2 separate regions of the Gossypium hirsutum genome follow, and region 2 is linked to region 1. The links are chromatin contacts, called in public Hi-C maps. All regions are on one chromosome and are shown on one strand. The core of a region is the stretch at or near the end of the contact, and the rest is flanking DNA. Distances in the headings are between cores, read along the strand shown.

What was found. Hi-C and Micro-C count contacts between places; a contact is called where the count stands out from the background.
Region 2: a Hi-C map of hypocotyl shows a contact between it and region 1, with 2.0 times the contacts expected there. The contact joins the promoter of LOC107912814 here to the promoter of LOC107912852 in region 1. A contact is called at or near these places in 3 of 34 Hi-C or Micro-C datasets (callus, hypocotyl and leaf).

Annotation. Positions count from the first base shown.
Region 1 is chrD08:18,591,336-18,596,571 of Gossypium_hirsutum_v2.1, forward strand. It overlaps LOC107912852, which reads right to left and starts at 1,778. Exons shown (of 1, transcript XM_016841207.2): 1 at 1-1,778. The coding sequence starts at 1,552.
Region 2 is chrD08:18,741,028-18,746,655 of Gossypium_hirsutum_v2.1, forward strand. LOC107912814 (mitochondrial outer membrane protein porin 4) reads right to left here and starts at 2,386. Exons shown (of 7, transcript XM_016841157.2): 1 at 2,062-2,386; 2 at 1,471-1,543; 3 at 870-937. The coding sequence starts at 1,516.

The sequences.
Region 1 (5,236 bases), core at 528-3,027:
ATGTCCCACTAAGACGCTTGATCAACCTAACTCTCAGAGGCAATGGTGTCAACCTAGGTAACAAACTGTACTTCAAAATTGGTATAGGCTCCTCAGATGGGGGAGTTCTAACATGAAACATTCCATTTCCTAGGCTACTACACCGAGAACTCTGTATAACAAACCTCTTAACCGAACTAGTTCCTTCAACACGAAATGAAAACTCAGTATCCTTATCACCAGAAACTCTAGGAGGCATCGTTCTCAAGTAAACCACACCCATTAGTCCAACTCTAGCGAGCAATGATTCCCTAAACTCCGCACTGATCTCCTCCAAGATATACATTTCGGGACCTTTCATCTCAGTACTCTTCACCAAAAGATTCTCAAGAGACTTCCCTCCATCAGCACCAGCCGCAGCTGCAGTTGGAGCAGCACTATCCCCAGTTTGCAAAAGTTCAAGCCCACTAAGCCCTTCCTGTTTCTTAACCTTTTTATTTTCCAAAAATTCCGAAGCATCCAAGCCTCCACCCCAAGCATCAGTAAACCCTTCAAAAGCTTCTCCAAGAGTAGCCTGTTCACTGCCAAACTCAATTCCTCCGTACTTCCCCTCAAACCCTTCAACAGTAATGTCCGTAGATTGGGTTGCTTCAGCCGGGGGCAATGTAGTCACCTCTAACCCTGCCAACGCCAATGTTAAATCAGTAGCTGATGCATCCTTCGTCTTCTTAAACCCTCCGACTAAATCTTCTTGCTTATTTATGGCCTCACTGGCAGCAAATGGATCCTTCTCTGCTTCTGATTCCTCTGCTTTAATCATTTTCTCGTCTTGCTCAATTGTACTTTGAGGTACAATCGTTGAAACTTTCTGATCGCCAGCCGCTAGAGTTTCCGGAGGCAATTCGAAACTCGCATTGGAAAAGGCTTCAATGTTGGATTGGTGTTCGGTGGAGTGAAGTTCGACGGCAGGCCACGTGTCAGCACCACGTATCTTGGCTTCAGTGTCGAGTGCGGAATGGACCATCTTGGCAATCCCGTCGCCGTGCATATAGGAGAGCATGGCAGCGAGACGGATGTTGCTGACTCCACGTAGGACGATGTCGAGTGCCATGTAAACCTCGGCGTATTTTCGGGAGAGCTTTTCAGGGGTGACGTCGACGCCACGGCAGGCCGTCACGATGACACTAACGGCTTGGTTAACGATATTGATGCACTCAAATACGTTGATCGAATTGTCGTGATCGGCAGTAGTGATTCCGAGGACGTAAATGGAGTTTACAAGGCGGTAAACAACGCGATACTTACTTTCAACGCCGACGATTAGTTGGCCACTGGAGGCGGAAAGGGGGTCGTCGCCGATGGATTCAGTGGCAGCACTAGTTTCGGCAGTAGATGAGGAGGAAGAGGAGGAGGTAGCAGCGACGGAGGAAGGGGACTTGTTGGAGAAGGCAAGACGGGTCTGGCGGAAGGCGTGGAGAGCAATTAGAGCACGGGCAGGAGGGAACCATTCTCGGGTTTGGAGAAGGATGTCAGATCCGTTGGCTGGCTGGAGAGAGAGAGCCAAGCACGACATTTTTTGTTTTGTTTTCGAATTATGGATGATGTATCGATCTGGTAGGGCAGATCCACCAGGGCTATGGAATTACAGCCTTCAAATTGGATCCACGGAGGAGTTTTACTTTGGATCTCTGCGATTAGGTTTTGTTTGCAGAGAAAACAAGGAGAGGGGACTGACTTCACGGAGATGTTGAACTTGCAGTGGTATGGGTGTGATGGGCCCAAACCTCTCAAGAGGTTGTTGGGCTTTCTTCCAATTTACTCTCCTAAATACTTATATTAAGTTCAATCCCTCTAAAAACATCACTCCTCGTATATTAATTTTTATTTTAAATTTTACAATTTGTCCTTAAATTATTAACAAACTGAACAAATATATATCATGACCTAAAAACTCAACTATCTCCAAAAAAATCCATGTACTTTTTAATTATTGTGTGACTGAGAAAACTTATTAAGTTAGGTATTTTTTTCCAATCATATGGTAGTTCAAAAATACGTATGTTTTTTTGAGGGGATGCTTAATTTTTTTTTTATAGGTCGAGTCATGAATAAATTAGTTGGATATGATATATTTTACTAATTTTATCAGTAACTTAATAACAATTTGTAATGATGTCATAATTTGAATAAATTTTTAATGTATAAAGATAAATTTTGAGCAATTTTTAGTAGAAAGACTAAAAATGAACTTTACATAGTAGTATAAGGACTCACCGTAGACTTTGAGTATTTTATTTTAAGGTAAGCCATATAAATCATATATCTCTTATCAAATTTTTGAAGCAATGTGCAATTGTCGAATCCGTCGAAAATAAAATATATTTCAAAAAGAATAATTAATAGAAGCAATAAGTCAAATCCATAGAAATCGATGGGAATTTTATTCCTACAACTAAAACAAATAAAATAAAGAGGAATGGGGTTTTGTTTAAAAAAAACTTTAAAAATTAAAATTAAGAATTTAGAAAAAAAAAACAAAGAAAGCAATAATCAAAATTTTGGGAAAAGAAAACAATAAGATGAAACTCTAGTCAAAATAAATTCTTCATTTAATTCAAGGGTTTGATCATTGATGGAAAGATAAATTTCAATTTTTTTACACTACAACAAAACATGTTAAAGGTGACACATGACTTGAGACGCATCAGGGTTGCATCTTTTTAAATTGACTCGCATCAATATGTAGATGCACATAAGTAGCATCTCCTTAGGTAGGCATTGAAGAGACAGCACCACAGCGCGTCTCCTTAGGCCTAACTTAAGGAGATGTTTCTGTTGTGTCTCCTTGGAACTAACTAATGGAGACATTAGGTCGCGTCTCTCTGGATTACCTATGGAGACACTTTCTTGGGTCTCCTAGGTTGTTGATTGTAGAGACGCCAATCATCATCTCCGTAGGTCTCTAAATTTTTTTGCAAAACTTAAACACCCAAATGTTCCGTTCTTACTTTCTTTGTAAGTCTTTTGAATCTTGCTTTCTTTCTTCCAACGTTAGTCTCTCATTCTCCCTAATTTTCGCTTCCTTACGAATTCACGATCTTGGGGTAGAGACAATGGTATGTCCATCTTCACTATCTTGAAAATTTATCCATCCATATGATTTCAAATTCACTTACATCAAGTTTAATGGGGTTTTTTTATTTGCTTTTATGTATATTATCCCAAATATCCATTGCAAGAATGATTTTGTGATATAATTATTTCATATGTATGTATGCAAATAATGAATAAGTTTGATACTGAACATGCACCTTACATATTCGCTGAAATGGCTAAGTCGATGTATTGTTTATGATGTAGACATTGGACAAAAGTTGGATTGATGCTCCCAAATTTAGCATGGTTTACATGAATGGAATAGCTTCATTCATTGAATATGCCACCAAGAATAGCACAAACAACCAGAACATATATTTTCCATGCAAGAAGTGCTATAATAGATTTCTCCTCCGCCCTAAAGTTGTACATAATCATCTTCGTCTATATTGTTTTGTGAAGTGGTATAAGAGATGGATTTTTCATGGCAAAACTTCTGCGTCAATTTTTTCATCAAATTCCCCCAATATGGCAAGTCATACGAGAAGTTTGAATGATATTGATGTTGATTTAGGAACTAGGGACTTGATAATGGAGGTTATTGGATTAAATGTGCCAGTACATGACAGAGATGAATTTAGTCACGGTGATCATGTTAATGGCGGAGGTGATGTTGATTCCACTTTGCTTCCTTCTGAGGATGTTGGACGAACCATCGGTGAAACCAACAATCTTATGGATGATTGCAAGGTACCTCTTTATCCCGATTGTCAAAAAGACTCTACCATATCATTCCTCTTGCGACTCTTTCATATAAAGGCCTTGAATAGGTGGTTAGCAAAACCAGTTACCGAATTACTAGTTTTATTAAATGATGTTTTTCACACTTCGCTCCCTGCAACATATTATGAATCAAAGTAAACTCTTAAGAAGTTTTATCTTGGTTATATCAAGATTCATGCATGTCCAAATGATTGTACATTATATTGGGGTTCGGATGCAAATGCTACATCATGTAAAAAATATGGGCTCTCGAGATGGGTTACAAGTGCAGTTAAAGGAACTGAAGATTTAGCTAAGGAAGCAACAACAACCCCTTCGCATCAAAAGCTTGCAAAAGTCCTCAAGTACTTTCCTTTGATCCCGATACTAAAAAGATTGTTCAAGTCATCCACAACTGTGGCTTTTATGGCTTGGCATGACCATTCTCATGTCAAAGATGGACTTCTCGACATCCCATTGATACTAAAGCTTAGAAAGCTTTTGATGAGAAGTTTTTGGACTTCGCTTTTGACCCTCGCAATATTCTTCTAGGATTGGCAAGTGACGGTTTCAATCCTTTTCGAACAATGAACACCACACATAGTACGTGACTGGTGGTGTTGGTCCCGTACAACATGGAACCATAGACATGTATGAAGGCTTCATTTCTCATTTTATCAATGATAATACCATGTGAAAAAGGTCCTGGTAAAGACATTGACATCTACTTGCAACCATTAATAGACGAATTGAAACAACTTTGGGATGGTGTAAGTGCATTTACGTGCGTGTCTTATATGAACCCTAAATGATTTTCTAGCATATGAAAACCTGTCAGGCTAGAGTACTAAGGGGTGGTATGTGCAGTTGATGGTTCTTGAGTGCGATGTGCTTTGCGTGGTGCCATTAGATTTAATACTAATAACAGAAGAACACAAAATCACTTAACAACAAACAAAAATAGAACGCCTAACCTCAGTTGCGATTTATAGCTTTCGAGTTGTTGTTCAATTCATTGTTCTTGCAAAAGAGAAGGAAAAAGACCAGTAAACAAATGGATAGATGAAGAAGAAGAAGAAGAATACCGAAACAAAATAGAAGCTTGGATGAGTAGAAATGAAGCAAAGGAGATGGAGGATGTGTGTGACGGATTCCAAGGATGAGGATGACTTTTAGAATGTTTATAATATGGTATTTTAAGTCTGGAACTATATGTCTTATATAGGAAATCTAATGGGCCACGCGTTAAAATAGGCCAAAAATTACAGAAAACGATGTTGTGTCACAACATGCCACCTAATTTCTTAGGATTTTTGCTTCGAAGTGTTGTGTCGCATCACGTGCTTATGCATGTCATGACACAAGCTTGAAATTTTCAAAAATTTTGCTTTGAGGCAGT
Region 2 (5,628 bases), core at 1,136-3,635, 150 kb after region 1:
TCTTTTATACATGATCATATAAGGTTAAAGGTTCAAATTTCAACAAATAAAAAAAGTAACAACAAAAGGTAATAAAAAGAGTTCTTTTTTCCCCTGATATTATCCTTTTTTTAGCCAGTCTTTACCAGTTAAACTGATTTGCAACTAGTTCACCAAACGCTCACTTTTTTTTTTTGTTAAATGTATCAGACTGGACAGACCACTTGTTCCCAGTTGAACAGTATAAACAGCCAGTTCCATCCCACTTTTTTAACACTTGCGAGTAGTAAAAGAAAAATGAAGATTAGTATGTAATACAAGGAACAGAATCCATGACTGTTTCAACTCATATGGGAAGAAAACAAACAGAAGATTAAGGAATTGAAGAAGGGGAAATTGCAAGGACAGAACATAAGTGATTTTTGTTACAACATCCACACAAAATTTTAAGTATGTCATCACCCATTTTAATGAAAACTTTCGCAACCCATAGTCACATGATAACTTAATTACCAATGTCATCCATTTTAACAACAGAGTAATGACTAGCAGAGAAAAGATTGAAATAATTATGAAATTAGGGGCTTCCTGTGTTTGATTCCTTCACATATACATGCACAACATGGACATACACAAGGAAGATTGCTTAACAGAAAGGAATTTATATCAGGCCAAACAAAGCATCCCAAGAGCACAATGTTCATATGTGAAAACCTAGATAATCATTCTGCTAATATTTACCAAACCAACTATATATTCTCAAGCCATAACATTTAGCAAAGCAAAATTTTAAGTTTTCAAGCACTTTAATCAAGCTCTGTCCAAGAATTTAGTAAACCAATAAAGCAGTTCAGTAAAAGGTTAAACAAGTTTTATAGGGGAAACATTACCATTCCCGTGGTGCTCAGCATTGAAAGAGTAAACTTCTGGTCAAAGTTGTAATCTTTTGTCAGGAGGTCTGCATAAACATATTTGGAAATAATTAGTCTATGAAAGCTAAAAGAAAATAACAGCAGGCTAATATGACAGACAAACAAGCAGCTACGATAAGTACTAACTAATAGTCATCAAAAGTTACAAATAGCAAGAGAAGTCCCCAACAGTCTCGGACCAAGAAAGGCAATTCATCACATCACTAACAGAAAAAGTAAAATCTATCTATTATCTTACTGAGGTAATGGTGCAAATGTTAATCCTCAGTGTACTAGTATAATAGTAATTAATTGTTTTGGTTATCTATCACAGAAATATATGCATTTTCTTTGGTTTATTAAGTGTTTGAAAAACCTAACTGCATTAATCTTTTCAATTCCTCTACCCAACCATTTTTTTTATGATAAGCAGCTTCCCAGCTTCATTACGCATCAAATCAGTTTGAGTTGCCAATAAAAAAATAACATCTGGTAAGATTATGACAAGTGCAAGCATACCAAACAGTATCGAAACATACAATACCGGACAAGAAAAAATAAAGGCACATGCAACTGATACCTTTGGCTTTTTTCCCCAGATCTACGAATGGTGCAGGTCCAGCCATCTTGATAGAAGGGCAATAAACCACAGCCTGAAATGCCATAAAGATATCATCATTACTTCAGCTCTGGAAACATTCTACTTGAGAGGAAATGAAAAGCAGGTGAATAAATTATAGAGCAAATGCATATGGGAAGATGATAAAACAATTTCTAGCTCAAAATTCATTTCACATGTCGTGTTTAGAAAAACCAAGCATTATTTTTATCCATGAAATCCAAACTTTTACTACTCAATTCTTCACAAGTATAATTTGCTTCCATATCCAAATGTAAATTTAGCTTTTTGCCAACAAAAAGCAAATGCCCAAATTATTAAAACAAGACACAGCTTTACAAGCACATTCAGGGCTGAAATGCTGTTAAAATAAACAAAGCAAGCAAGCAAGAAACCGAAAAGTTCCAAGAAACGAAGATAGTACGGCTCATATAAAAGACACAGAAATCAGACCGTAAGAACATAAGATTTCAATTAACACTCGCACCTAGATTGAGTACCAGAATCACTAAAACAATAACTTGAAGAATCAAAAAGGAAGAATGAACTTACAACAAAGATTTGAGAGAAGAGAGGATCAGCCACGAAACCGTGCAGCGGCTGCTACCAACACCGCTTTAGATTGTGTTTAATTGTTAAAACCAATTTTGTGTGTTGAAAATTTTTTGAAAGCGGAAGGGTCGAAGCGTGCAGACTCTCAATAGACGGTGAGGTTTTAGGTCAGTTTCTTAAAAAGCGTGATGCATCTTTGATTTGATTGGAGATTTTAGGTTCGATAGGCGTTGTGAGGTTAACATGTTATGGGCCTGTGACAGATTCTTTTGTCACCGTGCTGTGAGACTAAGAGCGAATATATCAAAATATTTCGTTATGCAAATGACGAGCTTGACCCAGGAAAAGATTTAAATAATCTTACTGTCGTAGAGTAAAGTTTTTCTCCTTAAATGAAATAAGAGTAAAATTAATCTAGAAATTCTATTGTACACATATGTGTTACAGAGTTAAAATTTTACTCTAATAAATCGTGTAGTAAAATGTAAGAACTTAACTTTAAATTCACTTAAGTTAGTTTTATTGTGACACACTACACTCAACTCAATCGTTGGATCCGATTATATGGCATTACATTATGTTGTCGAAGCAACTATACTAACTTTTATTTCATTTATCATTGTAACAAGAAATCAAAGAAATTAAATCTCATACATTTCCAACTATATTAAATAAAGTAACACTTGTAAACATGCATATTCATCAACTAATTGAGCATAGAAATTCTTCATCTAAAACCTTATAAATCAATTATCAACACATACGAAACCATAAAAATAGGTATTAAGTCTCAAGACTAAACCTAATTACATGTCATTAGTTATGACTATACATACAAAGTAATACAAACTTGACCGAGCTTAGATGAGCTATTAACCTTGGATGCTTTACAACTTCAATTGTCACATATCGAAATTGGGTTTAGAAGTTTTGAGGGTAATTTTGAAATTATGGCACGAAATGAGTTTGAAAATTCGGAATGTGGTAACCCGAAAATATCTTCGTCTATGACTTTAGAAAATTTGAACTAATTTATGAAAATAGTGTGAAATAGGCTTTAAATTTAAAAAGAGGGTTGTTTTGTAAAAGAGTTTAATTTAGGAGTAGTTTTAAAGCAATTATACCAAGTTTTAAAATCAACCCATATTTTCCCCTTTTCACCCTATTTTTGAGGTTAAAAAATAGTGAGAGAAAGCACCCTTCATCTTTTTCTTTTGTGTCGTTCATTAGGAAGAAAAAACCCCAAACCTTCATCCTTCAATTTCAATATTCAAAACTCCAATCCCTTTTCTATCATCTTCCTAGCATTAAAACACCCTTTGAAAACCAAGAAAAGCACAAAGAACACCTTTAATTTCCTTGTCATTCAACTTGTAGGTTTTCCGAATTTTCAATCAAACGCTTGTTTTCCCTTTAATCAAGGTAATGTTTCTTTTTCCTAATAGTTTCCTTATAAACTCTAGCTATTTAAATCGAGTTTTTATCTATTGAATCAAATGTTTTGTGTAAATGTCGAAATTTGGGACGTTAATAGTGAAATTCAGGATTTTGAATGAAATCAATGTTTCGAAGTATTTTCAACTTGTTTTAATGTGATTAGAAGGCTTCTAAACTCTCCTTAAAGTTTTGTTAAAAGTTTTTAAGGTTTTGCTAAGTTTTCATGAAAAATGACCATTATAGGTCGAAATTTTGGAACCATGATTTTGAGTAGTTTAGAGTGGTTTGAAGGTTGAGAATCATTCTTAGGTAAGTAATTAGATGATTGGAATCTATTTTAAGCAAAAGGAATGAGTAGGAATTGAGATTTTTGCGTTTCGACTATGCTAGTTGAAAATTTCAGTTTCAATAGGAACTAGCTTAGGCCTGCGTGTTTTGTTGCTTTAGGTGAGTCTATGGCTAAGTATTAATTGTGTTTACTGTATGATTTATTTTGCTGAAGATTCAAAATTGTTGGAGCCTTTGACGAGCAAGGCGAAAGGAAAGGAAAAGCTAGTTTAAGCTTTCGACGACTAGACGAAAGCTCGAACGGTGGGTGTTTGAAATTGCTGCTTGTAGACACGATTCATAGTATTAAATGGGAGCTTAGGAGTAGCCTAAACCCCTAATCAAATTTTTGAGTGTAATCTTTCTTATACCCCTCGTTTAATTTGCAAAATATGTGATTATGTGATATGAATTGAGTATTAAGTTGTGATAATGTGACATGTGATATATATTGTAATAGCTCTTGTGAATGTGTTGGTTGTGGGCATATTTAATATGCCAAATGACAGTGATGATGTTGTGTTAGCGATGTAAATATGCCGTGAAAATGTGCAGAAAACGGTAAGTAAATATATGTTTAATTGTGGATATTTTGGCCTTGTGATTTTTTGAGGCCGTTGGATATAGTTGGCATGCCATAGGATTTGTGAGTACTCACTTGTAACATCTCATTTTTTAGTGGTTGATAGCAAGATAAATTCATATTTTTAATATACTTATTTTTCCTGATTATCGAATAAAATGCTATTAAATTTGGATTTTTCTTATCAAGAATGAAGTTGGTGTGTTGAATTCAAACTCTTACAAAAAGGGGGCTAACTTGGAACAAAAAGCAAAAATGAGGGCTTAATTGAAAGATTGAAGATTCAAAAAGTGGCTGGATAAAAGTTGAAGGATTTTTTATATTGTTACAACTCTGTAATTAGTTTAAATTTAATCTCTAGTTTAAATTTAATTTTTAAATTTAGAATTATTTAGTGATAATATTTATAATTATTTAATAATAATATTTAGGAAAAATCTAGCTAAAATTTAGCACTAAAAGCATGTATAAATATCTAGTGCTACAGCTAATTGAACACACACTTGGCTTTAGGCTTTAATAAATTCTTTTTTTTTTCCTTTCCATTACCTGCGTCACTTTTCATTATGCCATTTTCAATTCTTTTTCTTTTGCTTTTAAAAGTTTAATTACCTTCCAAGGCCCTTTCCCTTTCCACTTTTCACAATTCCACTTGAACCATTTACTTTCAAGTATGATTCTTTCCATGATTAACTAAATTCTTTTTAGCCTTAGCCCGATTATCACTTCGACAAAGTAATCGTGAGATATGAACTCACACTAAATACTTTGCAACTCGATATTCGCTATCTCTTCAGTATATGGGATAGTACAAATTCGTCCCTCAAAGTTGATTCGATTTCAATTCAAAAAGCGCGCGTTGGGTTGGAACCATTTGGCGTACAGTTGGGAAGTTGAGTCGGCGGTACTGTATTCAAAATCCTGAGAAACAAATTGGTGTGTTCAATTGGAAAAAGCTAGTTGGATTCCTTTAAGGGAGATAGTGATCAAATTTAAACGACCCACACGGTTGAGGCCATTAATTCGAGTTGGGCTTTTCAGATAGCAAGGCTGTCAAAGTCTTAAATTACGGGTACGTGCCATGTGGTTGGAAATTCGACAAGGGTCAATTTGTAGGTGATATCGGGATCGCCTACGAGAGGAAGAGTTGGCGGTTTGAGGGACCCTCGACTGCTATAACCAGCTTATCGCTTGGAAGGAAAAATCTATTTCAAGAATCG